Linked DNA regions of Sus scrofa: regions 1 and 2 are each linked to region 3. A link is a contact called in public HiChIP or PLAC-seq data. All regions are on one chromosome and are shown on one strand. The core of a region is the stretch at or near the end of the contact, and the rest is flanking DNA. Distances in the headings are between cores, read along the strand shown.

Region 1 (2,808 bases), core at 267-2,766, 160 kb after region 3:
AAATGAAGAGCTTGATAGGAGAAGGTCTGAGTATGAAAGGTAGAATCTCTCTGTCTCTTTCGGGTGCTAAGATTTTCCTGAAAAGAAGAAAAAAAAATAAGTAGGCAAACATCAGGGTGTGAGTTGTGTCTGATTATACTGCTTTTTATTCTACCCTTCAGCATCTGACCCTTATCATGTATTGCTGGAAGTCTATGAAAATCCAGTTGTGCATATGGTTTGTTATTGATACCTACTCTCTTAGTATGAATTTTTTTTTTTTTTTTTTTGTCTTTTGTTGTTGTTGCTATTTCTTGGGCCACTCCCGCGGCATATGGAGGTTCCCAGGCTAGGGGTCCAATCGGAGCTGTAGCCACCGGCCTATGCCAGAGCCACAGCAATGCGGGATCCGAGCCGCGTCTGCAACCTACACCACAGCTCACGCAACGCCAGATCGTTAACCCACCGAGCAAGGGCAGGGACCGAACCCGCAACCTCATGGTTCCTAGTCGGATTCGTTAACCACTGCGCCACGACGGGAACTCCTCTTAGTATGAATTTTGACCACATTTATTGTTCAAGGGCTTTTTGATAACATCATGGAAGAGCCACAAAAATGTAGATATATACAAATGGAACACCTAATTTTTCAAAGGCAGATTATCTGCTTTGCAAATCCTGTTAGTTTCTTATTAGTAATAAAGTGCTATATTGATCATATTTTTTTTTTTCACTCTACCTGGTTGGAGCTGGAAGAGAAGACATATTAAACAGAAGTAATTATCCGACTTCACATTGCGGCTCAGCGGAAATGAATCTGACTAGTATCCATGAGGACACAGGTTCAATCCCTGGCCTCACTCAGTGGGTTAAGGATCTGGTGTTGCCATGAGCTGCGATGTAGGTCACAGATCTGGCATTGCTGTGGCTGTGGCATAGGCTACAGCTCTGATTAGACCCCTAGCCTGGAAACCTCCATATGCCACCACAGGTGCGGCCCTAGAAAAGACCAAAAAATAGAAAGAAGGAAAGAAAGAAAGAAGGAAGGAAGGAAGGAAGGAAGGAAAGGAAGAAAGAAAGAAGGAAGGAAGGAAGGAAGGAAGGAAGGAAGGAAGGAAAGGAAAGGAAAGAAAGAAAGAAAGAAAAAAAGAAAGAAAGAAAGAAAGAAAGAAAGAGAAAGAAAGAGGAAATTAACATCATGCCCTAAAGAAGATATATAGTAGGCTTTGAAATAATGCATCTCTGTAATAGAGCACATGTTTATATCAATCCCAAAAGTGTTATAATCCATGTCTTTTCTTTTGGCAGAAAAGAATGGGAAAGAAGGAAGTTATGCTTTTCAGCTTCTCTTACAGAAAGCATGGTGCATCCATTTTAGTTCTTCTAGAAGTAAAAAAAAAAAAAAAAAGAAAATACATCACTAATAGTTTCATTTATAGTATGTAGGAGCAGAGGCGAGAGAGATTTTTAGTAGCCTTTACCATATATTAGCAAAGGAACTGAGGTGCCGAGTAGCACAGTTAAAAATAGAGCTTAAAATGTCACCCTTAATCCAATAATATTAAACCTGTCCCTTTACCAAGCTTCAGTGTCAGCGCCCTCTGGTGTGAATTTTGTTTGAATGGGTGGTTTGGAAGTTTTGATGGATCATTCGGTCTCAGAGTGTGAAAGATGAGGTAGAGGAGTTAAGAGGGATTGAAAGCTAGTGTCCTGCAACCACAGGAGGAATAATGAGAAGCCCCACTCTCATTTCTTTTGCCTGTCAGTGTCTGAACAAATTGTAATTTCCATTATGCAGAGTGATGATGAGGTTTAGATTCCAAAAGAGCTGTGGTCCTGGAATGTTTGTTATAGTCAAAACCATGCAATAGACTAGGGGTTGGCAAACTCTGACCTACAGGCCAAAAATCTATTCCCCACCTGGTTTTTATTAAAAAAAAAAAAAAAAAAAAAAAAAAAAGGTTTATTGGAACACAGTCATGCTCACTACATTTTGACTCCATCATCTTTCTTGCTATCATGGCAGAGCAGAGTAGTGAGCCTAGATCTTGTGACCCGGAAGTCTAAAATACTGGCTTTCTGACCCTTTACAGTAGAGACTGCCAGTTTTTTGTTTGTTTGTTGTGTTTTTTTTGTCTGTGGCGTGCAGCAGCTTGATAGAGGGTCTCAGTTCCCAGACCAGGGATTGAACCCAGGCCACAGTGTTGAAAGTACCAGGTCCTAACCACTAGAGCACCAGGGAACTCCCAAGTCTGCCATTTCTTAACAATGGGTCTCCTTGTATGAAATTTTTGATTGAAACAGTATATTCACTCTGAAAGAATTTTACTTACGAGAAGAAGGAATTATCCTGAACTTTGAAATTCCCTTTATATAACCTCGAATACATCTAAAATGCTATATAATCTCTATAACATTCTTTTTGATAGAAATTATTTTATAAATACTAATTTGAAAAGTGCACCTTTTTTTCCTTAAATGATTTTGAGGTTATTTTGAGTGTGGACATGAGACACAATGGACAGAGGAAACTTTCTTCCCTGATAAAAATGTTCTTGTAGAAATAAATGTACGTAAAAAAAAAAATAAATTTCTTTCATCTAAAATCAAGTAGAATAATGGGAAATTTTGCACTTATCACTATATAAAACTATCTTATTTATTGGCTTATTATCTGCCTCCTCCATTAAAATTAGTAGTATTCGGTGTGCATTTCTGAAGATCTTAATGGCATTGAATTGGGGAACACCAACCATAGAAAATAAAATAGCATGTCATGAGATGAAGAAACATTTGTTAATTTGCTGGCTCCTGCTGGATGAGATGGAG
Region 2 (2,920 bases), core at 102-2,601, 130 kb after region 3:
TGGCCAGTGACTATGCCGGGATCAGGGAATAAGTAGAGAAATGAACGCATCTCTTAGTTCAAGAAGCCCGTAATGGGAAGAAGTAGATCTTTTGATAACACAGGTGGGGTGGTCAGAAGGTGGGTGTGTACCAGTAGCATCTGGACCATAGAGGAAGGAGTCAGAAGGAGGCAAAGAAGATGTTCCATAAGATAATGCATGAGTCAAAGCTTAAATAAAGACTAGGGGCTTGGAGTTCCCACTGTGGCTCAGCAGTTAACGAACCCGACTAGTATCCAAGAGGATGTGGGTTCGATCCCTGGCCCCTCTCTGCGGGTTAAGGATCCAGTGTTGCCTTGAGCTGTGGTGTAGGTCGCAGATGCGGCTCGGATCCTGCATCGATGTGGCTGTGATGTAGGCTGGCAGCTACAGCTCTGATTTGAACCCTAGCCTGGGAACCTCCATCATATGCTGCAGCTGTGGCCCTAAAAAGACCAAAAAAAAGAGTAGGGGCTTGCCAGGGGGGCAACAGGAGCAAGAAAGAGGGCATTCTGGGCAGAGAGGCCAGCACACTGTGCTCTGAGAACTTGTCAGTACTTCACTCTGGCTGAAAGGTAGTCTTTGGGAGAACAGGAAGAGCAGGAGATGCTGAGAGGGCTGAGAGGGTTCAGATTATCGTAAAAGAGTCCCAGCTGCCATCAGTGACCCTCTGAATTTTGGTTGTTAGTAAATTGGCAACTGCAGAAGAATTATTTGGCAATACAATAATACCAGGTTTAAAAAATCGTTGTTAATATTTATTGAGCAGGCACTGTATGTCAGGCATCCTTTTATTTTTTTTTTAGGTTTACATGATTTTTATTTTTCCCTTATAGTTTGTTTACAGTGTTCTGTCAATTTCTGCTGTACAGCAAAGTGACCCAGTCACACATACATATACATTCTTTTAAATGCTTTGCATGCAACTCGTTTAAGCCTTTCAAGAACCCCCTAAGGTTGTCTAGCACGAGGAGCTGTACCCCATATTCTGTGATCATCTCTGTTGGAAAAGACTCTGAAACAGAATAGATGTGTGTACATGTATAACTGAATCATTTTGTTGCACAGCAGAAATATCACAACATGGTGTATCAATTATACTTCAATAAAACTTAAAAAAAAAAAAACAACGCTGTGAGGCACGGATGCTGTGCTTCTGTCAAAGATCAGGACGTGGAGGGGGACTCTGCTCACGGTCAGCTGTGGGATTAGAGCCCAGGGTTCAGCTGCGTGGGCTGCGTGGACGGGAGGAGACCGGTCAGAGCCTGGCAGGTGGAGGCGGGAGCCCGTCCAGGCCCAGGCCAGACAGAGGCGGGGCAGAGCAGTGAGAGCACGGAAAGCTCCAGAACGGGTTGAGTCACTTTCTCGTGAGCAGCTGTGCCGATTCAGGTCCTGCTGCCTTTTCCTCTTGCTGCTGCCTCCCACTTAGAACTCTGGTCTGTTCCTTCTGTTTAGGTTTTCTCATCCCTCCTACTAGTAATACTTGTTTACTCAATTCCTTTAACAAATATTTGTCAGGTTCTTAGTTGATGAGAGGCTGCCTTAATTACTGTGCAGTTACAGGGGAAAAAAAAAAAAAAGGCACAGCTCCTTTTCAAGGGGTGTAGGTGTATGACAGGTCAGATCCATGCAGAACCTGTAATTCAGGTCAGTGTGAGAGAGGCCAACCGTATGATACAAACTTCTGGAAAAGCCATGTTCCTTTAACTGTGGACTTCATCCCTTTGCATTTCTCAAGCAATTTGAGAGAAATTTCTCTGGGCTGGTGAGGTCTGCAGCTCCCTAGTTTCCTTAGAGATCAGAACTGGGCCCCTCAGAGAGATATTGCCTTTTAATGATTATAATGAAATGTAAAATTATTTTACATAAGTGTACGTTTATGTCTGTAAAATCGACACCCCCCCCCCCTTTCACACACACCCTTTTCAAATTTCCCAACATTTTGGCCTTAAGGGAAAAAAAAATCTCATTCCTGTAAAACCTCATCCACGTCTGTTACTGGACTATAAGTTCCTAAGGGCAGAGGCCTTGCCTCCCTTGTCCACCGTAGTATGTCCTGACCTTTTCTGTGTAGACTCGCCCCATGCTGTGGGCTAAAATATTTGTGGAATTGAATACTGCATCTGAGGGCGAACGTTTCCCAAGAATACGTTTGTCAAAAATGAGGAAATGAGAGCTCAGAGATGTACAGAAATGAGTGAGGCTAATGAGCAGCCGTTGGTGGTGTTACATAGAATTACACTAAGTTGTAGCCACCAATGGGCAAGAACAGGCTTTTTTGCAGGGAGGGCAGCAGACGCCCATGTCATATCCCTTTCTAGAAAGCTGTAGCTCTCATGTCTCCATTTTTAGATCTTGATTAGGTACCCAGACCCTTCCTTTGCCCCCCACCAGTTGCGGAGTGAAGTAATTCATTCTCCTCTCTGCTGCTCTGCCCATTGGGAGAAGAGAATTGCCATCCACATCGCCCCTGCCTCCCCCTCCCCTCCCCCCACCCCACCAGGAGAGGGGCTAATGGGGGCTGCACCTGCTCTCTGTCCAGATCAGCGCCTGCCCTGAGAGTTGGAGTCTGTGCTTGATTGGCCCTAACTTGATACTCACTGGGTCACATTTACCGGTGAATGGACAAAACTTGTGCCGTAACAGGGTCCTCCTCTCCAAGTTCCCATTATTCACCTTCTGTCTCAGGGGTGACAGGGGCCCTGGGCAGAGGAGAGACCAACTTTTCTCTATTATTTTGATAAGTGAATGGAGTTAAGGAGGTGAAATTTAAAACGAGAGTCTCCTCTTTGCTCCAGCACAAATCAGAAGTGCTACTGTTTGGGCCTTAATGGGGACTTGCATTTATGAAGGGTTTACATTTATTTCTCATTTATTTCCCAGTCATTAGTAGCCTGTGGAG
Region 3 (2,710 bases), core at 124-2,623:
TGAGCCAGGATGGGAACTCCAGAGATTTTAAATTTTTAATGAATGTAGTCATGGGGAAGGATACTATGTAGCATCTCTGGAATATTTCTCCTTGCCAAAAATAGCCATAACTTCTATAAAGTCATTAATATTTTTGAAAATCCCAACACTTTTTCTAGCAAGTGATCAGTGACAACTGATTGGCACAGGCAAGGAAACTTATTTGCTATTTCTGACCTATATAATGGGAGTATTTTCCCGGTTAGACATAGAGAATTATATAATCTCTCAAAAGCATCCCCTCTCGTATAGCTCATTTTATAAAAGCATATCTCTTGTTTTGCTCTCTGCTTCTTGTTACTGATAAACTATTCTGAAGCTTAAAGAAAAGGAACATAGCAGCAGCTTTGGCTTGTATTAAAGAAAAAGTAGATCCTTCTTCAGGGTCATTGGGATTTAAAAATTATTTCTAGAAGTAACCAAACTCACCTGCAATGGTGTGAAATTATGCAAAGTTTTAGCCATATATAGTATATTCTTAGTGATTACACGAGTACCTTTTTTTTTTTTTTTTTGTAAAAATGGCATCAATTTAGGAGAAAAAATTCACAAACAAGGGTTTACAAATGAGGCTACTTAGAAGCAGCCACAAGTATCTGACAGGTCATGAAAGTAAACTGTCTCATACAGGCTTTGCTGTTAAAAATACTTCAGTGATGTATTTTTATAGGCAGGCGAGGGAAAATGTCCATAAATAGCTCTAGGAAGTTTAGCCAAGAACTTAAGTTGCCAGTAAAAATATTAAATTGACCATCATTAGAAATATTTCAAATGTAATCAATGCTCAAAAGGCAAACATAATAAGAAACTAAATTATTGGCAATAGTTACGTTTGTAGCTTTATATTTTCCCTTACAGTCTTCTAGTTTTTCCATTGTTTTTTCCCCATTTTCACATCCTGTGCTTCTCTTTATCCCGAATTCTATTTTCATTCATCACCAATTTAACGGTTTTCTTTCTTTTCCATTCCAAAATGTGGATGTCTTCTTTCGAGCTTCTCCCAGAAAATTTCCCATCTGCATTTCAAATCTCCAGGGACAGTCAATTTGTTTTTAAGGGAAAAAAACCACCCACGTGGGTGTGGTGGGTTGGGAGGAAGAATGTCACCTTTCTGACCCTGGCAATCCATATCAATAAGATGACCTTCATCCTGACCCCCTTGACTCTGGACGGTCAGCACTCGACCATGAACTCTGAGTGGGCAATGATGATGTCTCATCCTCACTCAGGTTGGTGGAGTTTCACAACTTTTTCCCTTGAGAACAGCCAGTGCTGAGCTGGCACGATGCAAGCAAGCCCAGATCTTTCGAGATCACGCTACTCAAGCCCATATAAGGAATAGAGTCCTGGGCCCCCGGCAGCCCCTCCTCATCCAGTAGCGACCAGGAGAGGGAGGAGGAGGCTTTCGGAACCTCCCTCTGCTAGGCTTCTCCCAGGTCAGTTGGAGCAAAAGCTAAAAAGAAACCTTTCAGCCATTCCTGACAGCTTTTCAGAAAGACAGTCTGATTCATAGTGACTTGTAACTTACCAAAAGTGATGTAGCTGAAAAGCCAATTAATCAGACAGCTATTTAACTGGCCATAAATTTAAACATTAGAAAGCGTCTTACATCAAAGTCTTAGGTGTTTCGGCCCCCTCCTGGGATGAATTTAGACGAGTCCCTTTCACCTTTCATCGAACAGGTTGGGGATTGAAACAAAGAACAGGGAGAAGAACAAGGCCAGAGCTCAGAATCATCTTCCTGCTCTTTTTGATTTTTAAAAGCTACCTCATTTGGATTTTCTTTAGACACAGTATTTTCCTGCGTCGAAAAGTATACATTCTTGTTCTCACTAACGTAATTTTTAATGTAGAAAATTTGCAAGCTCTCGCTTCCGTGCCAATAGTCTGTGCCTCCACCTTCACAGTTCGTCACTAGTTACTACTAGCTAGCAATTTTTATGTGTTCTTTATTTTTATTTTTTTAATTAAAAAAATTTTTTTTAATTTTGATGAAACCTAGTTTTTCTTTTATGGATCAAGCTGGCAATTTTTAGAGCGTACGTTAAACTGAATGTAAAAACATCCTTCTCAACATTCCTCCAACAAATGACCCATGTCGTGTCTTCTGATAACTCTGCCACTGAAAGCTACATCAGAGGTTAAGTGTTGAACAAAAGGCCCCTTTTCCTGTTTTCCTCACGGTTCTTGTAGTTTCACATTCTATCTGGGAATTTCAACTAAATAAGAAAGTTTGCAGTGATTTTCAAAACATGTGCCTTGAAACCTCGCAGCCTCATAAACATCTCTAGGGTTACGGGGAGGTATGCATGATCACAGCTGGATTTAATTTATTTTCCACTTTTTTTTTTTTCTTTCTGTAGCCTAACTTAACAAGATTGAGGTTCAGGGACATGGAAAATTAGCCTTAGGGTTTGGAAACTCTGCTCAGGGACATATACTCAGTTGAAGACTATTTCACGACTCACTGGCAGTGATTCGCTATCTTCGGGTGAGCTATGCTAGTCTTCAGAAGAGACGAAGGACCAGTGACTGGTTTGCTTTTGGCAAAGCCTTTTCACTTTATACAGATGACAAAAGCGAAGTCAGTGAGGCTCCTCAATATTGCTTCTGTGCTTTATGTCTGTCTTGGGCAAGTATAACAAAGGTTAATTTTAATTAATCCTTCGGA

Evidence for each region. HiChIP or PLAC-seq counts read pairs in DNA pulled down with a chosen protein or histone mark.
Region 1: an H3K27ac HiChIP or PLAC-seq map of skeletal muscle shows a contact between it and region 3. The contact joins two enhancer-like sites. A contact is called at or near these places in 6 of 47 Hi-C or Micro-C datasets (alveolar macrophages, embryonic fibroblasts, heart right ventricle and 2 more) and 2 of 2 datasets of contacts at active chromatin or transcription factors (alveolar macrophages and skeletal muscle).
Region 2: a contact with region 3 is called in an H3K27ac HiChIP or PLAC-seq map of skeletal muscle. The contact joins two enhancer-like sites. A contact is called at or near these places in 1 of 47 Hi-C or Micro-C datasets (embryonic fibroblasts) and 2 of 2 datasets of contacts at active chromatin or transcription factors (alveolar macrophages and skeletal muscle).

What each region holds. Positions count from the first base shown.
Region 1 is chr8:125,141,484-125,144,291 of Sscrofa11.1, reverse strand. All of the region lies in intron 3 of PDLIM5 (PDZ and LIM domain protein 5), which reads left to right. Among named protein-coding and RNA genes, the nearest start is that of PDLIM5, 120 kb to the left of the region's middle. Within about 2 kb of position 1,516, at least 1 of the 83 cell types and tissues checked has an H3K27ac peak or open chromatin away from gene starts, as enhancers often do. A contact at or near this core is called in skeletal muscle, where this site is marked.
Region 2 is chr8:125,170,537-125,173,456 of Sscrofa11.1, reverse strand. The region is part of intron 3 of PDLIM5 (PDZ and LIM domain protein 5); the gene reads left to right. Among named protein-coding and RNA genes, the nearest start is that of PDLIM5, 88 kb to the left of the region's middle. Within about 2 kb of position 1,351, at least 42 of the 83 cell types and tissues checked have an H3K27ac peak or open chromatin away from gene starts, as enhancers often do. A contact at or near this core is called in skeletal muscle, where this site is marked.
Region 3 is chr8:125,301,859-125,304,568 of Sscrofa11.1, reverse strand. No RefSeq gene overlaps it. Among named protein-coding and RNA genes, the nearest start is that of PDLIM5, 43 kb to the right of the region's middle. Within about 2 kb of position 1,373, at least 17 of the 83 cell types and tissues checked have an H3K27ac peak or open chromatin away from gene starts, as enhancers often do. A contact at or near this core is called in skeletal muscle, where this site is marked.